5 separate regions of the Mus musculus genome follow, and all the other regions are linked to region 4. A link is a contact called in public ChIA-PET, Micro-C and promoter capture Hi-C data. All regions are on one chromosome and are shown on one strand. The core of a region is the stretch at or near the end of the contact, and the rest is flanking DNA. Distances in the headings are between cores, read along the strand shown.

Region 1 (2,700 bases), core at 175-2,674, 730 kb after region 4:
ATCACGGCAGAGAAGACACTTGGTTGGCAGTGAAGCCCAGGTGGGGCGGAAACCTTTCCCAGACCTCGACCATAAAAGCGAGGTTATAAGCGACTAGGGCAGGACCTGGGACTGCACCCAGCCAGTGGGCTCGGAGAGTAGGAGTCCGGGCCGCCGCTGCATCCCAGCGTCCAGGGCATAGGGGTCCCTCGCTCCCGTGGCTCGGTCTTCCCTTCTGGCCTGGGTCTCGGTGAATGGACCCCGACACTTCAGCTGACGGAGCGAATGTCTTTCGCATCATCAGAACAACATGCTTTATATACTTTCATCACGCCGAAAACCAAAGGAAACCTGGAGCAGAAGCAGCATTCGTAGTCCCAAACACCGAAACTAATGTCTGCTTAGCGAGAGGAAGGCCGCCCCAGCTTTAGCCTCAATCCGGCTCACGGCGAGCTCCTGCCGCAGGGTGCGAGCCTGCAAGCCCGCCTTTCTTCTGGCCCGGGATCCTTTAGTTTACGCAGAAACACATTAGGGAAAAAAAAAAAATCTTGGTAAGCATTAGAGGGAAAACTGCAGCAGCCCGACGCAGCGGGGCCTTCGATAGCTCAGTTGGTAGAGCGGAGGACTGTAGTCAGTACAATATGGTAATCCTTAGGTCGCTGGTTCGATTCCGGCTCGAAGGACTTCGTGCACTACTTTTAGTTTACCTACACCCTAGGTCAATTGCTCCGTGGGGGAAACGCTTACTTGAGGATAGGCAGTGTATTTTCCTGGCTACGTTGAAAACCCCTTGAGTACATATAGCAGTTAAGTAGTCGAAGTACAACGTACCTTGTTCGCATATTAGGTGTTAAAGCTATAGTGACATGTACTTCAAGAAAAGTCCTTATTGCTTATGTATGTATTACATGGCTCTGTTTCAAAATCTTGCTGAGGGCTCCATCCTACTTTATATTGTGAACTACATTAGAAAACTGAGTCTCAGGAAACCTTGTAAAGGTTACAGGAAGGTACAGCACTACAGCTGGGGGATTAGCTCAAATGGTAGAGCGCTCGCTTAGCATGCGAGAGGTAGCGGGATCGATGCCCGCATCCTCCACTTCCTTTTACACACCATCAGGCTCATGATCTGTTGTGTCCACGTTTCGTTACACAGTAGAGCTAGGAGCACGGTAAACAAAGATCGGCTTCACATGCTATTTTCTTATTCACAGGTAAGTCTTTTCCTGTTTCCTGCTCACTGCTCTGTCTTTCCCGCCTCGGGGAGGCGGGCCGTTAACCGCCTACAGAGAAGACGCCTAGTGAGCCGCACACGGCGGTGGCCCGCGGAAGCCCCCAAACGGCCCCCTCACAGGTACCTGCCAACGTGCACGGAACCCTGCGTGGCGACCAATGGCAGTGCGCTTTACTGGGCGGGTAGCCAGCTGCAGCTGCGGCCAATAGGCAAGAGACTTCTTGTTTCCTGGCAGAGTGGGGTCCCGGCACCGCGGCTCTCTGGTTTTGTGTGGGTCCCGGGTGGAGGGCCCGGGTGCCGGGGCCCGAGGTGCCGCCTCGCTAGCGGGAGAGGGAGCGGGAGCAGCGGCCCGGAGAGAGGTGAGGGGCTTCGCGTGGACTGCGGCCCCGCCGGCAGGCCCCGCCCCCTTCTCAGCCCGCTCTGCCGGAGCCCCCGTCGAATGCCACCCCGCCCCCCGGCCTGCCGCGGCCGGCCCGCCGACCCCGCCTTTGGTTGACTCCCTCTGCTCCTGTGGCCTCACCTCTGACCCCTAGGACCCGCCTTCCTGTCCGCCAGTGTACCTGTCTCGACCCCTCCCACGCTTCCAAACCCCACCCTGCCCTGGACAAGCCAGGCAGCGCGAGGGTCCTCGCGAATCGAGGAGCTGCCTGCTGCTTCCAAGCGGGACTCTACTGGCCCAGCCTTCCTAGGGGTGCTTAGGACGCCCGTTACCCACACCTTCGAGGGTAGCTTTTGCACGGGCTCGTGTCTACAGGGCGGGAGGATGGAAACAGACCCTAATTGGAACTGAGGTTCAGGGCAGGTGAGCAAGTGGCTTTGGCCGGGCATAGGCTACGTTTTCATAATAGGCGTAGTAGAGGAAGGGGGTGGTAGCAACGCTCTTCAAGGTCTCCGAGAAACGAGTATAATTACAGTCGGTGCTTGTGAAGACAAAAGAGGTAAAGAAAGGAAGCTACCATTTACACTTAGAAACTTGGTTCTTCTTGCTCCGGGCTGTCCAGTACAAAGCCAATATAGGAAATTTTAATATGGCCTCTCCCTCATAGAGTCAGTGGCAACCACCCGACCTCGAGTCTCTGCCTCTTAGGTTGTTAAAAAGCTTGAGAATCTAGCGTTTTCCAACTCAACTAAGGAAGCTAGTGAGCATTCGATTGGGGAACGGTGGTGATGTAGTAAAATAGGGTGTTTTTAGGTCGCTCATACTCCTTGGGTGTCCAGGGACAGAGTTGTGCTTTCTCTTGATCTTACTGAAAGGCTACTTCCAGGTTTTCTATGAATAAGAGCGTTTTGCTTCATAGAGTAGAAAAGACATTTCTCATTTATCCAGACATACCAAACACATTGTTTCATTTTCTGCCCTTCCTCCCTATCCCAACTTTGATTTTTTTTCCCCCCAGCTCTCAGGGCCTGTGTGGGGCAAGAGGATGCTTTCCCAGCCCCACCATGGAGCTGCGCTGTGGGGGATTGCTGTTCAGTTCTCGCTTTGA
Region 2 (2,700 bases), core at 7-2,506, 560 kb after region 4:
CTACACAGAGAAACCCTGTCTCGAAAAGCCAAAAAAAAAAAAAAAAAAAAAAAAAAAAAAAAAAAAAAAAAAGAATTGGAGACCAAATGTAGTAACCCCGCACCCCCTAGGGGCACGCCTGTGTGGCCCTAAACGCATCCAGGAGTGGATCACAGAGCACATGACCCAGTGGGACCCACATTTGGAGGACTGGAGCTTAACGTGCAGGCTGTACATTTTGTTAAAATTCAGAGGATCCTGCTCCCTCCACCCGAAGTTATAAAGTACGATTTTCTTTGAAAATAGCCTTAGAGAAAAGCACTTCAGGAAAGCAGCCAAGGGACTCACACCCCCGTCTCCACCCCCGGAACTGAGGGAAGCCCTGGAAAGAACCAACTTCTTCAACAGCAGTTGTAGATCCCCAGGAATCCAGGGGCGGGGGCAGTATTAATGCTGCATTTCCACACGGGTTTGCAACACCATTGGGGTGACATCAAGTGAAGAGATTCAAGTTCTGAAGCTATATTTAAGCTGTCACAATAATGACAGACTAACACGGAGCTCAGGGAAAGGCCTGAGCCATAAATTAGTTAAGGAAAAAGAACTGTCTCGCTCCATTTACAGGATCGTTTGTGGTTAAGTCAACTGTGTACTAAAATGGTGAAACTGGACAAGGTGTGGCGGTGAACATCTGTAATCCCACTATTCGGAAGGCAGAGGCAGGAGGTTCAATTCAAATTCTAGGCTAGCAGGGGGCTACCTAATAAAACCGTCAAAACAACAGCAACCCGGAAATAAAGATGGTGGTGCTGATGTGAAATGAGTTTAAAACACACACACACACACACACACACACACACACACACACACTTTCTTTTAAAGGAGATGTCAAAAATAGGATAGGACCTGGGCGCTGGACATCGACGTCCAAGCGCTGCTCTGGAAAAGACGGTGGCTTCAATACCTCAAGAGAAAGAAGGTGCGAAGTGAGGCGCCCAGAGTGGCCGTTCCCTTGGTCTATGAGAACAGTGTTCCTGTACTGACCACCTCGCCCTCTACAGTCTGCAATCCCATCAGTCTCAGACTCGGTAGGACGCTAATCCGATGGCGCAACTGGGAACCCGCAGCCTCGGAGAGACCCCGCCACCGCATTGTTTCAGCCCCTCGGGTGGGGTCTTGCAGGAGGAGGGGAGGCGATGTGTCCTCCGGAGACGCCCTATACCCTCCCAGGGGACTCGAGCCATACCGCCCCAGCGCCTGGGCTTTGTGAAGTGTCGCTAGTTACCATGGGACCAGAAAGGAACGCTGAGAATGGCGCTTAGATGGCTGGGGGTTGTCGAGGTCCTGGGGCCATGCCCTCTGTCCCTTCTCGGACCCGGGGCCTGCAAAAGGGACTGTCGGGATTTGTAGTCCCAAAGGCGGCGGCAACGCGGAGGACGCGGGGCGCTACTGGTCCCGCCTCCGCCTAACCTGCTAGCTCGAGGTGGCGAGCACTTGGGGCGGAGCCCTCGGATCCGTGATTGGCCCAGGCGGCTCCCCGCCCCCACCCTCGTCCCCACCCCCGCTCGCCACTCGGGACTCCGCTCCAGGCGCGCAAGGCAGCCACCGAGAGAGCGCGCTAGCAGCCGCTCCCGCCCCGTGCAACCGCAGCTACCGCGCCGCGGCGAGACCCAGAGACCGACCGACGGACCCGCACAATCGCATCATCCTGGAGCAGTGGGTGATGGCAAGGGGAGGGTGGTGGGCTTGATCTTTCCGGGCTGCAACATCCACCCCTCTTTCAGTTTCTCCCTGAGGCTCACAAAAGGGAGGGAATTGGGTTGCGCCTAGGCTCCTCCAGCCGATGAAAGAGATGTTGAGGATTCAGGCAGATCCGGACTAAGGTGGGGCGCAAGTCTGGGTCTTTGTAGTCCCACAGAACTCGGCTTGGTGACTTGCGACGCCTAAGGCATTAATGTGTGCTGGAAAGATTTACAAATAGCTAGAATAAGGAGGCAGCTAAGTTGAAGGGATTCACGCCTAGCACCCAGTAGTCGCGCAGCCGTAGCTGGTCGACGTGCAGTAAATGGCTAAAAGGTGGGGTGTAGGGGAGTGTTTCTGTGGTGGCCGGACCTGTCCTCTTGTACGTCCCTGGATCGCCGCGGTCCCTAGTTCCCACCAACTGCGCCTCTGGTCTGATATCTGCCTAACGTGGTCCTAACCCCATCGTTTGTATCCTCTGTTCCCTGAGCAGAGCAGAGGCCCTAGAGGCACCTGCCGAAACCACAAAGGCCTCTTGCATCTGCCCAGCCCCTGGCGGCGCGGCGCTAGGTCCCTCCGCTGGAGCCATGTCGCCTAGTCTGCCACGCAGCATCTATCTTGGTGGGTGAGGGATATCGATGCCCCGGGCCTGGGGAGATGGCTGGAACAAACGGGCGTGGAGGCCTGGATTTGAGCAGAAAGGGGGAGATGGGTGGGGACAGGTGATCGAATCTGGAGGAGGAGGCTGTGGTTTGGGAAGGGCTGACAATTGGGTGGGAGGCGGGTCTGAAGCTTCGCGCAGGTGGCGCGAGGCGAGGCTGCTCTGAAGAATGAAGAGGGGCGGGGAGATGAAGGGAGGGTGGAGACCTCCCGGGTTTGGGGAGAGTAGACAGGCATGGGAAGGCGACTGAGGCTGTACAGGGGATGGGTCTTCCTCATGAAGGGGGTGGGGGGCTCTCCATCGGGGTAGGGCAGGCAGCT
Region 3 (2,745 bases), core at 79-2,578, 810 kb after region 4:
TTGCTAGGCACCCCAGGCTAGCCTTAAATATCCTCTTGCCTCCACTCCTAAGCTCTGAGACTACAGCTGTGCACCACCTCCCTCAGATGGACCTGAGCATCTGTATTAACTAACACCAGTCCTCTAGTGACCCAAGTACAGACTTCAATGTGACCACTGCCCCACACCTAATCTCTCGTTTTTGGAGACCAAGAATTAGAGCGACTTTTTCCAAAGCTCTTCACCTGACTTCTCCGCTTTACTGCCCTTCTGTTGATGGACCTGGAAACGAAGAAGCTGACACTGGGCATCCTGTCCGGCAGCAAGAATGTCACCAGCAAGCGCCAAATTCATGGTGGCCCGTGTCTCCGTGTCATGAGAGTGCAGCAAGGAAGCGCTCAGGCACCCGTTGATCAGCTCTAGCTGCAGAAAATGCTGTGAGGGAACCAAAGTGGGCAAAGGTCAGGCCAGCCCGGAAGTCACATTAAATCCTAGTCTCTCTCAGTTGTACTTTTGCTTCCCGCACCTCCAGCTCTTATTTTTTGTTTTTTTTTGTTTTTTTGTTTCTTTGGTTGTTGTTGCTGTTGCTTAGAGCTGTATTCTCTTACTGGAGCTTCTTAATTCATACAGCAAGCAGGGTTTAGATTACTAGGTCCAGTTTACAGAAAGAAAAGAATTCCGTCTCCAGCTGCTTGAAGATGGACAAGACAATGTGCCTTCCTGGAAAAGGCCAGCGTATGAGCCCTGGACCAGCTCTCGTAATCCGGCGTGGACAGTCCTGGATTCGCAGACCTGCACAGCTTTCAGTCTAATTTTGGCTGTCTCAACCACTCTGCTCAGGTGAAACCAGCACCCGAACGGCAATCCTGGGTGCTCCCGCTAGAAATGGGTAGGGACTAAATCAGGGGTACTGCTCACCTCTGCATCCCCCGGCCACCCTGGAATCTCCCTGGGCCACGGTATAACCTGTTCTCAGTGGCCCTGCGTTCTCACCACGCCATTCTTTATGCCGGTCTTGGCAGCTCCTCCTCCGCCCGCAGCGATGAGCAGCCCAGTCTTGGGGTCTATCCGAAGCGCGTACAACGGGAACGGGGCCCGGTACAGCTCCACACCCCGGCGCCGACCCATCCCGCCCGCACGTTCACCGCCAACCCCGCGGAACCCACGACATGCCGCGCCTCGCCTCCGAAAGCTCAGGAACTTGGCGCTAGAGTTTTCCGGAAGACTGCCGACCCCTCTCAGCACTGGACTTGCCACCACTCAAACCACCGCAAGCAGCCGATCTGCGCCCGCGCGGCCGACTGGGTCTTGCAGGCGTTCAGTGCGCACGCGCCGAGCTCCTGGGCTCTCTCTGCGCAAGCGCAAGACGCCAATCCGCGTCAGCACTAGCGGGACGCGCTGTCACGGAACCCTGGCGTCGGATCCGGGTCCTAGCCCCGAATGACGATGAAGCTGCCATCTTTGTGTGGGGCGTGGGAGGTGGGGCTAGAAGAGATTACTGAAGATCAGTAAATCGAATTAAAAAGTTCTCGGACTGGGACAGTCCCCACTTCAGGAGAGATACACAGCAGACTCGTACAAGCCGGGCCTTTGTGTGTTACTCCAGGGAGGAAATGGGTTCTCCCGGGTTGTGTGGAGGACAGACACTCCAAAACAGATTCACTGCTTCCTAATATCCTAATATGAAGAAATCAGTCCCCACTTTGAGAGCATCCTCCGCGGTTGATTGGACTCTTTCTTATGGCTTGACATCCACTTCTGGAACATCGAACTCATGGGACTGGCAAGACTTGAGACTAGGCACAAAAACCCACAAAATCCCAGATAAACCGGGCTATTTGGTTACCCTACTATTTAAGTGTTTTTGGAACATGTTCACATTATAGAGATGTAAGGACCATTATTTGAATATGGTTTATATTTTAGTATTTGATGTCTTTTGCGATTCATAATGAGCCCCAGTCAACCATACATGAATTTATACTACCATGGTGTCTTTTGGACCCATATGCAGCTGAACAAACCACGTGATTAGAAGAAGCCAATTTTAGGCCCATTTACTAGCCTTCAGGGAGGAGAGAGGAACTTGACACTGAATTCAGTCACCAGTGGCCAGTATGTGCCCATATGATGAAATATTTGTTTTTAAAACAACCCTAGACAATAGGGATCAATGAGCTCCTGGGTTGGTGGTCTCATGTAGGTGCTGGATGGATGGATGGTGTGCCCAGAGAGGGCAAGGAAGTACTGCATTCTTCACCCTTTATCCTCCATGTACCTTGCCCTACACATCTCTTCCCTTCTGCTAATTCTGAGTTCTATTCTTTATGCTAGAAGAGAAATCCTAAGGAAGATGGAAGTGAGCTCTGTGTGCTGTTCTGACAACTTACCAGACTGACAGAGGAAGTCACAGGGACTTCTGCTTCCCAGCCTGTTATTTAGAAGTACAGATAGATGGTCAGGACTCAAAGCTGGAGACACTGGAAACGATCCTTTAGGATCAGTCCCTTTGATTTATGGGATCTATCCAGTGTGAACACCTGTGGGTGGGTGGTGTTAGAAATTTCGTTCCATTGTTGGACAGATACCTAGTTGGTGTCTTAGAATTGGAGATGTGTCTGAAAACACTCCATATTTGGTTTCAGAGATGTCCTAAGAAGCAGAACTTCTCACTGTGTGAATGAAAAATGACTAGGCAAACTCCAGTTCACACTGGCCGCTTCTCTTATTTTATGTCAGTTCCTGTTTGTAAAACACTGTTGAGCA
Region 4 (2,709 bases), core at 135-2,634:
ACCCAGTCCACTTCACTTTTTTTTTTTTTTTAATTTTTTTTTTTTTTTTTTTTGGTGGGTAGCAATTTTGGCTATTTACACATAATCGATCTATGGAGGTTTTTAAAAAAGTAGAAAAAGATTCAATCAATTAAATGCCAGGGGAGGGTAAGAGAAGTAAATTCTACACGCATCCCTTTTTTTTTGTGAGGAAAATTAAAGTGAATTCACGTTACAAACTAAAGTCTGGGAAGTAACTAGTATCAAGTATGATACACAATGAAGTTACATTTGCCCTTACAGATTTGGGATGTCTGGGAAAAGGCTGTTTTCTAACAACACCCCTTTAACCCTTTCACTGCCAGCTTGAAAAGGAATGCAGTTCCTGGAGCCTGACTGGGAATCGACAGAAATGAGATTAGAAATAGTTTCTAAGTGATCAAAAATTTTTTTCCTCATCAAAATTTCTTTGCCTAAGTCGGAGAACCTCCAGTTTCAACCTTCTATACATTCAAACTAAGATTACTGAAGTGGGAGAGCTGAGTTCTCTGGGGGGGAAAAATGGTTTTGACGGAAAAGATCAAGGAGTGGCATTGATCTGTAAGGCTAGTAGTCAATGTCACCGAGAAGGCTGATAGATATCTCTTATGGCGACTAACATGTAGTAGAGCCTCAAAAATGTGACAGGTCTTACTTAGTCCTCCGAACTTAGCGGTGTCAGGGCCAAGACAAACATTAAGGGAGACAAGAGGGGCGTGAGCTCAGGGCTACAGCAGAGACCTGCGCAAACTGCCAGACTAAGTGGAAAAGACTCAGGAAAGTTAGGGGAGAGCCTGACACTGCCGGAGCAGGGCGAGAGAGGGTGTGACAGTTCCTTTACAAGGACACAGGAAATAGGGTCTCGGAACAGTAGCCCCATTTCCACGGGTCCCGGGAAAGGGGTGGGAGGCAGACAGTGAGAGGCAAACGCTGCTCCCCGCCGCCCCAGTTCCTGAAGGCACTCCGAGACTCTCCCGAGCCCTCTCCAGGCTCACCTCTGGAGCGTAGGATCCTGAAGGCAGAGAAGCGACTGAGACTGCCAATCGCCCGGGACGCCACCATCTTGAGCAGAAGAGGACGAAAGCTCTTCTAGTGGGGGGCAATGGAGCCGAGGGCTTTTCTTTTCTGAGCCTGTCCGGCAGGGTGTCCTAAGTGCCGCCTTACTAAAACGCAGACTCTGAGTTGCCACCCGTCCTGTCGCCCTACCTCTTGCTCTCAACTAAGCGAGCCGAAAGGATGATTTCTCTGAAGGTGAGACTAAGGACCTCCGAGGAGAGGGCGGAGTGTCTGACTTTCTGCTCAGGCGTTCAGCGGGCAGCCCGTAAATGCCGCGGTGATGGCGGGCGGGGCGAGAGGGGGTCCTTGCGGAGCGGGAGCCGCCCCTCGGCGTGGGCGGACGTTTGTCAGTCTGGACTTGACCTTGTTGGCAGCGGCAGTTTTCGCGGACTCTAAGGTGCGGCAGCGCGCTTCTCGGTTTTCTTCTGATTTCCCCACAGGCAGGTGCCACTTTGCTCCCGACTCTTCTCGTCGATGCCCGCGGCCGCTTCCCTTTGCTGTGAGGGTCGAAGTCCCAAGAGCGGGACAGGCTGGTCCAGGCCTCCAGTGCGAACCGCCTCAGGGCGGGCGGTGGTCGCGTTCTCGCGTAGCTCGCGGCAGCGGTGTCTTCTGTCTGCATTTGTCACTTCAGGTTTACGAATGGATTGCGTGTGTGTGAAACGCTGGGCTGTGTCAGAGCGGTGTCGTTTCCCCTGTTGTTGACCTGTCTAGGCAGTCTGGCGGCTGTAGAGATTGAGAACGCGTCGTTAAGTGCGGGTCTCGGGGGTGAAAGCAGCCAAGACAGTCCTCCAGTCTGCTTGGTGATCCAGGGTTCACGGACATTTTCTAACCCAGCAAACATCTGGGCAAACCTGCCACCCCTCACTCTTTTTTCTGTGAAGTAGCCGTAGCTAGTGACTGAGACTGCGCCACAGGTGGTAGAATTAGTCTAGAACCTAAGTCTACTTTTAATTGAGAGTTCAGCTCTTCTGGGCGCCAGGGTGTGAGTTGTTTGTTTTGGTGCTGGAAAGATGAGCCCTGAAATAAACTGATTGTTTTCAAAAGAAAGTAAAGTCAGCTTCCGGTGTGTGCACCATTTTGTTTAATACGCACAAACCCCACGTTTCATTTGCACTTTCGGTGACTTGACAGGCTCAGAAAGATTATAATACCTTCTCTGTGGCAAGCCAGGATTCAAACAGAAGTGGCACTTGCTAGTTAATTGATTATTCTGCCACACAGGAAAGAAATGGCTAAAATGATTCTAGAAAGAAAGGAGCGTCCTGTTTTAAAGCTCTAGTCAAACTAAGTCTTCCACCACCAAGAACACTTTAAGCTGGTACTAAATGACCACTTCGGAGTAAATTGCAAAAAAGGAACCCTTTTCCCATACCACGCCTTCCACTACACCTATTTCATATCCTTTTTTTGTAAAGAGCCACACAGAAAATAGTTTGTTTTGTGAGCCCACCCTGTGCTCTGTTACATACTTGTTTTGTGTTGCCTGCAGCTTTTTATCATTTTTCCTAAACTAGAGATGGAACTGACAAAAACGGAACCATTCACACACATACACGTTGCAACTCTTTGAAGGTGTAAAAACCAGAGCTGGTAGAGATCTTGTTCATATGGGCCCTGGCTTCACAGTTAGCCCTT
Region 5 (2,700 bases), core at 73-2,572, 1.0 Mb after region 4:
TCATTTAATGTGGACTCATTCCTGCTAACAGACCTTTGGAGGCGCCTATGCATGGAGACAATGTGCTCAGCACACTATAAAGTATAAGAGGAAAGCATTTAATTTCCCAAGGTGGGGTCTCTTGGGGGCAATGCTTTTTAAGAATGGACTACTTAGGCTAGGCAGTGGTGGCACATCCCTTTAATCCCAGCACTTAGGAAGGAGAGACAGGTGGATCTCTAAGTTGAAGGCCACCCTGGCACACAGATTTTCATGACAGCCAGGACCATACAGAGAAGTCCTGCCTTGAAAAACAAAAACAGAAACTATCACCTAATTTCTTGAGGACTTTAAGTCTTGCTCGACAGACTGTGCATCTCTCTCTTTTAGATTTATTGTTATCATTTTAAACTGTGTGTGTTTGTGCAAGTGAGTGCAGATGCCCCAAGTGGTTGGAGGTGACAGAGCTCTCTGGAGCTGGTGCTACAGGTGGCTCTGAGCTACATGACATAGTGTAGAATCCTCTACAGAGCAGTATGCGCTGTTAACCTCTGAGCCACGTCTCTATTTCGTCTCCCCTCCAGCATGGGTCTCAGAAACAGCTCACCCTCCAAAACAGACATAATAGTTCAGGAGAAGGGAAACACTTCCGGGGGGGGGGGGCTAAACTGGAGGAGGTAGGTGGTGTCGTGATATGGGCCTCCTCCTCCACCTCAAATCAGCTGCTCTAATTATACTCTGGTCCCAGAGTGACACTCACCAGCTGTCAGAACCTGGACTTTCCACGGATGTGCTGCCAGGGCTCTCTGGTATGCTCGCCAGAGTGCCATGCTCCCTGTCAAACCAAGAGGATAAGTCACTCCCATTGCCCCTCACAGTAAAGAACATGCCTGCCATTTCCTTATGCTCACTCTCCTTACTTCCAAACTCTGCAAGTGACAGAGGCCTCAGAAAGCTTGCTTACTGGGCCGTGCCCCTGCCTTGTGGTCACTATTCATCTGGAAAGGAAGCAGTTTTGAGTAACCTGGTCCTGGTCCTGAAGCAAGGCATCCAGTCCTGATTAAGACACTCATGAAATTAGACTTACTCTGGCTTCCATCCAGAGTCTGGGTTCCATCCCCCAAGTAAACACGATAGGTCCCCAGATTCAGTTGGAATCTCCTTTATAAGAGTAACTACACACCAGAAATAAACCAAGACCTGGATCTGTAAGGTCACATGACCTGCAAGAACTCTCAACCCACAGTGCTTCAAGTCTCTGAATGCCAAGAACCTCCGCTCACCTGAGTGCCAGCTCTGCGCAGAACCTTCTCTCACGTGACCGAAGCTGGTCCAGGGACTTCCGTATCGAGCACCGCCTCTTCCGTCTGCCTGCGGGCCGGGCTGTTGTTTGGACACAAGCAGTCCAGGAGGAATGCAGGTGGGTGGGGCCTTTGATACCCCTTGCGAGGCGGCTCAGCCGACCACTTAAGGGGAGTGGGCAGCCCCCTTCTCGTGGACTGCACCAAACATCGGTGTAGGACAGTCTGTGCTTCCCTGTAACTCGGCTGCCCCCACCCCCCACCCTCGTTCTCCCCAGACTATCAGGCCAGACTGTCAGTCTCCCGGAGGTAGTCAGGTCTAGACGCCCTTCTCAGTTTGGAAACTTGAATGCTGAAGTAGTGCAGGTATACCCAAGCTCCCAAGTGAGCAGAACTCAGACTTGTTCTATTTTTTTTCCTTGTTCTTTATACCAAATTTTTAAGTTTTGTCTGAAAAATCTTTCTGGACAAGCAGTCAACTTTCAGAACCACTGGCTTAGCAGAACCTGAGAACGCCCGTGCTAGCTGTCTTAAGTTTGGTCATGAATTTTGTAAAATGACCCTGTCTTGCAATCAGGGCTCCTTGAATTCTAGGGCTGTACAAGAGGCAACTCAATGGAGGGTTTGTTTTGCTTTATGGGTTTCTAGAGTCATGCTTTGTTTGTTGTTTTTCCAAGACAAGGTTTCTCTGTGTAGCCCTGGCTGTCTTGGAACACACTCTGTAGACCAGGCTGGCCTCCAACTCAGAAATCCACCTGCCTTAGCCTCCCAAGTGCTGGGATTAAAGGAGTGCGCCACCACACCCGGCTTCTAGTCATGTTAAGCAAAGAGGCATAAAACTATATTTAAAAAAAAAAAAACATTTTAGGAATCTTAATCTCCCTCTAGTTTTAACACCCAACTCCCTGCAAATCCCTTCCTGAGGTAGGTAAAGATGTATACGTCTCCAAGCCTTGAAAAAGGTCAACTTATTTGATGTCTGTCCACCCCCAGCTCAGTTAGTCAGTTCCTGTATGATTAATGAAGGATGGATTCTATTAGAGAGAGTAAGAATTCAGGGGAATTAGATTCTTGTGTACAGAACATGCTAAAAGAATTTCACTAGTAGACATAATAAGGGAGTCCAAATGTGCAAGATTGGAAGGTGTTTTTAAGCGATATGGATTCAAGCCTTATTCAGATTGCTTAACCTCTCAGAACCTAATTGTCATTACATAAAATAGTACCTACCCCATGGAGCTCAGGGGTATATGAAAAGCACCCCAAACCGAGAAAATGCTTAATATCATTTATCTATCCTCCCTTCTCTCCCACTAGAGAAATATAAAAGTCCCTTAGTGAGGTTTGACCTGGGAGTTTCTGGAGGGGAGAAGATACCAGGAGGGAAGTGAGCCCAGGATCTTGCACACACACTAAGTCC

The links. Hi-C and Micro-C count contacts between places; a contact is called where the count stands out from the background. ChIA-PET counts read pairs in DNA pulled down with a chosen protein or histone mark. Capture Hi-C pulls out chosen DNA fragments and counts their contacts.
Region 1: an RNA polymerase II ChIA-PET map of memory CD8 T cells shows a contact between it and region 4, with 15 read pairs. The contact joins the promoter of Agbl5 here to the promoter of Hadhb in region 4. A contact is called at or near these places in 4 of 39 promoter capture datasets (cranial neural crest, liver and pre-B cells) and 3 of 115 datasets of contacts at active chromatin or transcription factors (embryonic stem cells, memory CD8 T cells and pancreatic cancer cells).
Region 2: a contact with region 4 is called in a Micro-C map of embryonic stem cells, with 6 times the contacts expected there. The contact joins the promoter of Dpysl5 here to the promoter of Hadhb in region 4. A contact is called at or near these places in 3 of 39 promoter capture datasets (embryonic stem cells, frontonasal cranial neural crest and neural stem cells), 2 of 484 Hi-C or Micro-C datasets (both in embryonic stem cells) and 2 of 115 datasets of contacts at active chromatin or transcription factors (embryonic stem cells and extraembryonic endoderm stem cells).
Region 3: a contact with region 4 is called in a promoter capture Hi-C map of adipose tissue. The contact joins the promoter of Preb here to the promoter of Hadhb in region 4. A contact is called at or near these places in 1 of 39 promoter capture datasets (pre-B cells), 1 of 484 Hi-C or Micro-C datasets (erythroblasts), 1 of 115 datasets of contacts at active chromatin or transcription factors (bone marrow-derived macrophages) and 3 of 9 other capture datasets (adipose tissue, embryonic stem cells and pancreatic islet).
Region 5: a contact with region 4 is called in a promoter capture Hi-C map of pancreatic islet. The contact joins the promoter of Mpv17 here to the promoter of Hadhb in region 4. A contact is called at or near these places in 2 of 39 promoter capture datasets (hippocampal neurons and pre-B cells) and 2 of 9 other capture datasets (liver and pancreatic islet).

Annotation. Positions count from the first base shown.
Region 1 is chr5:30,887,510-30,890,209 of GRCm38.p6, forward strand. It overlaps Agbl5 (ATP/GTP binding protein-like 5), which reads left to right and starts at 1,425. Exons shown (of 16, transcript NM_001374737.1): 1 at 1,425-2,015; 2 at 2,611-2,700. The coding sequence starts at 2,657. It overlaps Gm35795 (a long non-coding RNA gene), which reads right to left and starts at 1,446. Exons shown (of 2, transcript XR_376844.2): 1 at 1,338-1,446; 2 at 1-485. It overlaps n-TYgta9 (a tRNA gene), which reads left to right and starts at 574; the gene lies at 574-662. n-TAagc15 (a tRNA gene) reads left to right here and starts at 1,006; the gene lies at 1,006-1,078.
Region 2 is chr5:30,710,308-30,713,007 of GRCm38.p6, forward strand. It overlaps Dpysl5 (dihydropyrimidinase-like 5), which reads left to right and starts at 1,257. Exons shown (of 13, transcript NM_001356948.1): 1 at 1,257-1,695.
Region 3 is chr5:30,958,999-30,961,743 of GRCm38.p6, forward strand. Preb (prolactin regulatory element binding) reads right to left here and starts at 1,329. Exons shown (of 9, transcript NM_016703.3): 1 at 973-1,329; 2 at 225-414. The coding sequence starts at 1,107.
Region 4 is chr5:30,153,869-30,156,577 of GRCm38.p6, forward strand. Hadhb (hydroxyacyl-CoA dehydrogenase trifunctional multienzyme complex subunit beta) reads left to right here and starts at 1,385. Exons shown (of 16, transcript NM_145558.2): 1 at 1,385-1,471. It overlaps Hadha (hydroxyacyl-CoA dehydrogenase trifunctional multienzyme complex subunit alpha), which reads right to left and starts at 1,112. Exons shown (of 20, transcript NM_178878.3): 1 at 1,014-1,112. The coding sequence starts at 1,080.
Region 5 is chr5:31,152,929-31,155,628 of GRCm38.p6, forward strand. Mpv17 (MpV17 mitochondrial inner membrane protein) reads right to left here and starts at 1,323. Exons shown (of 8, transcript NM_008622.6): 1 at 1,263-1,323; 2 at 740-814. The coding sequence starts at 809.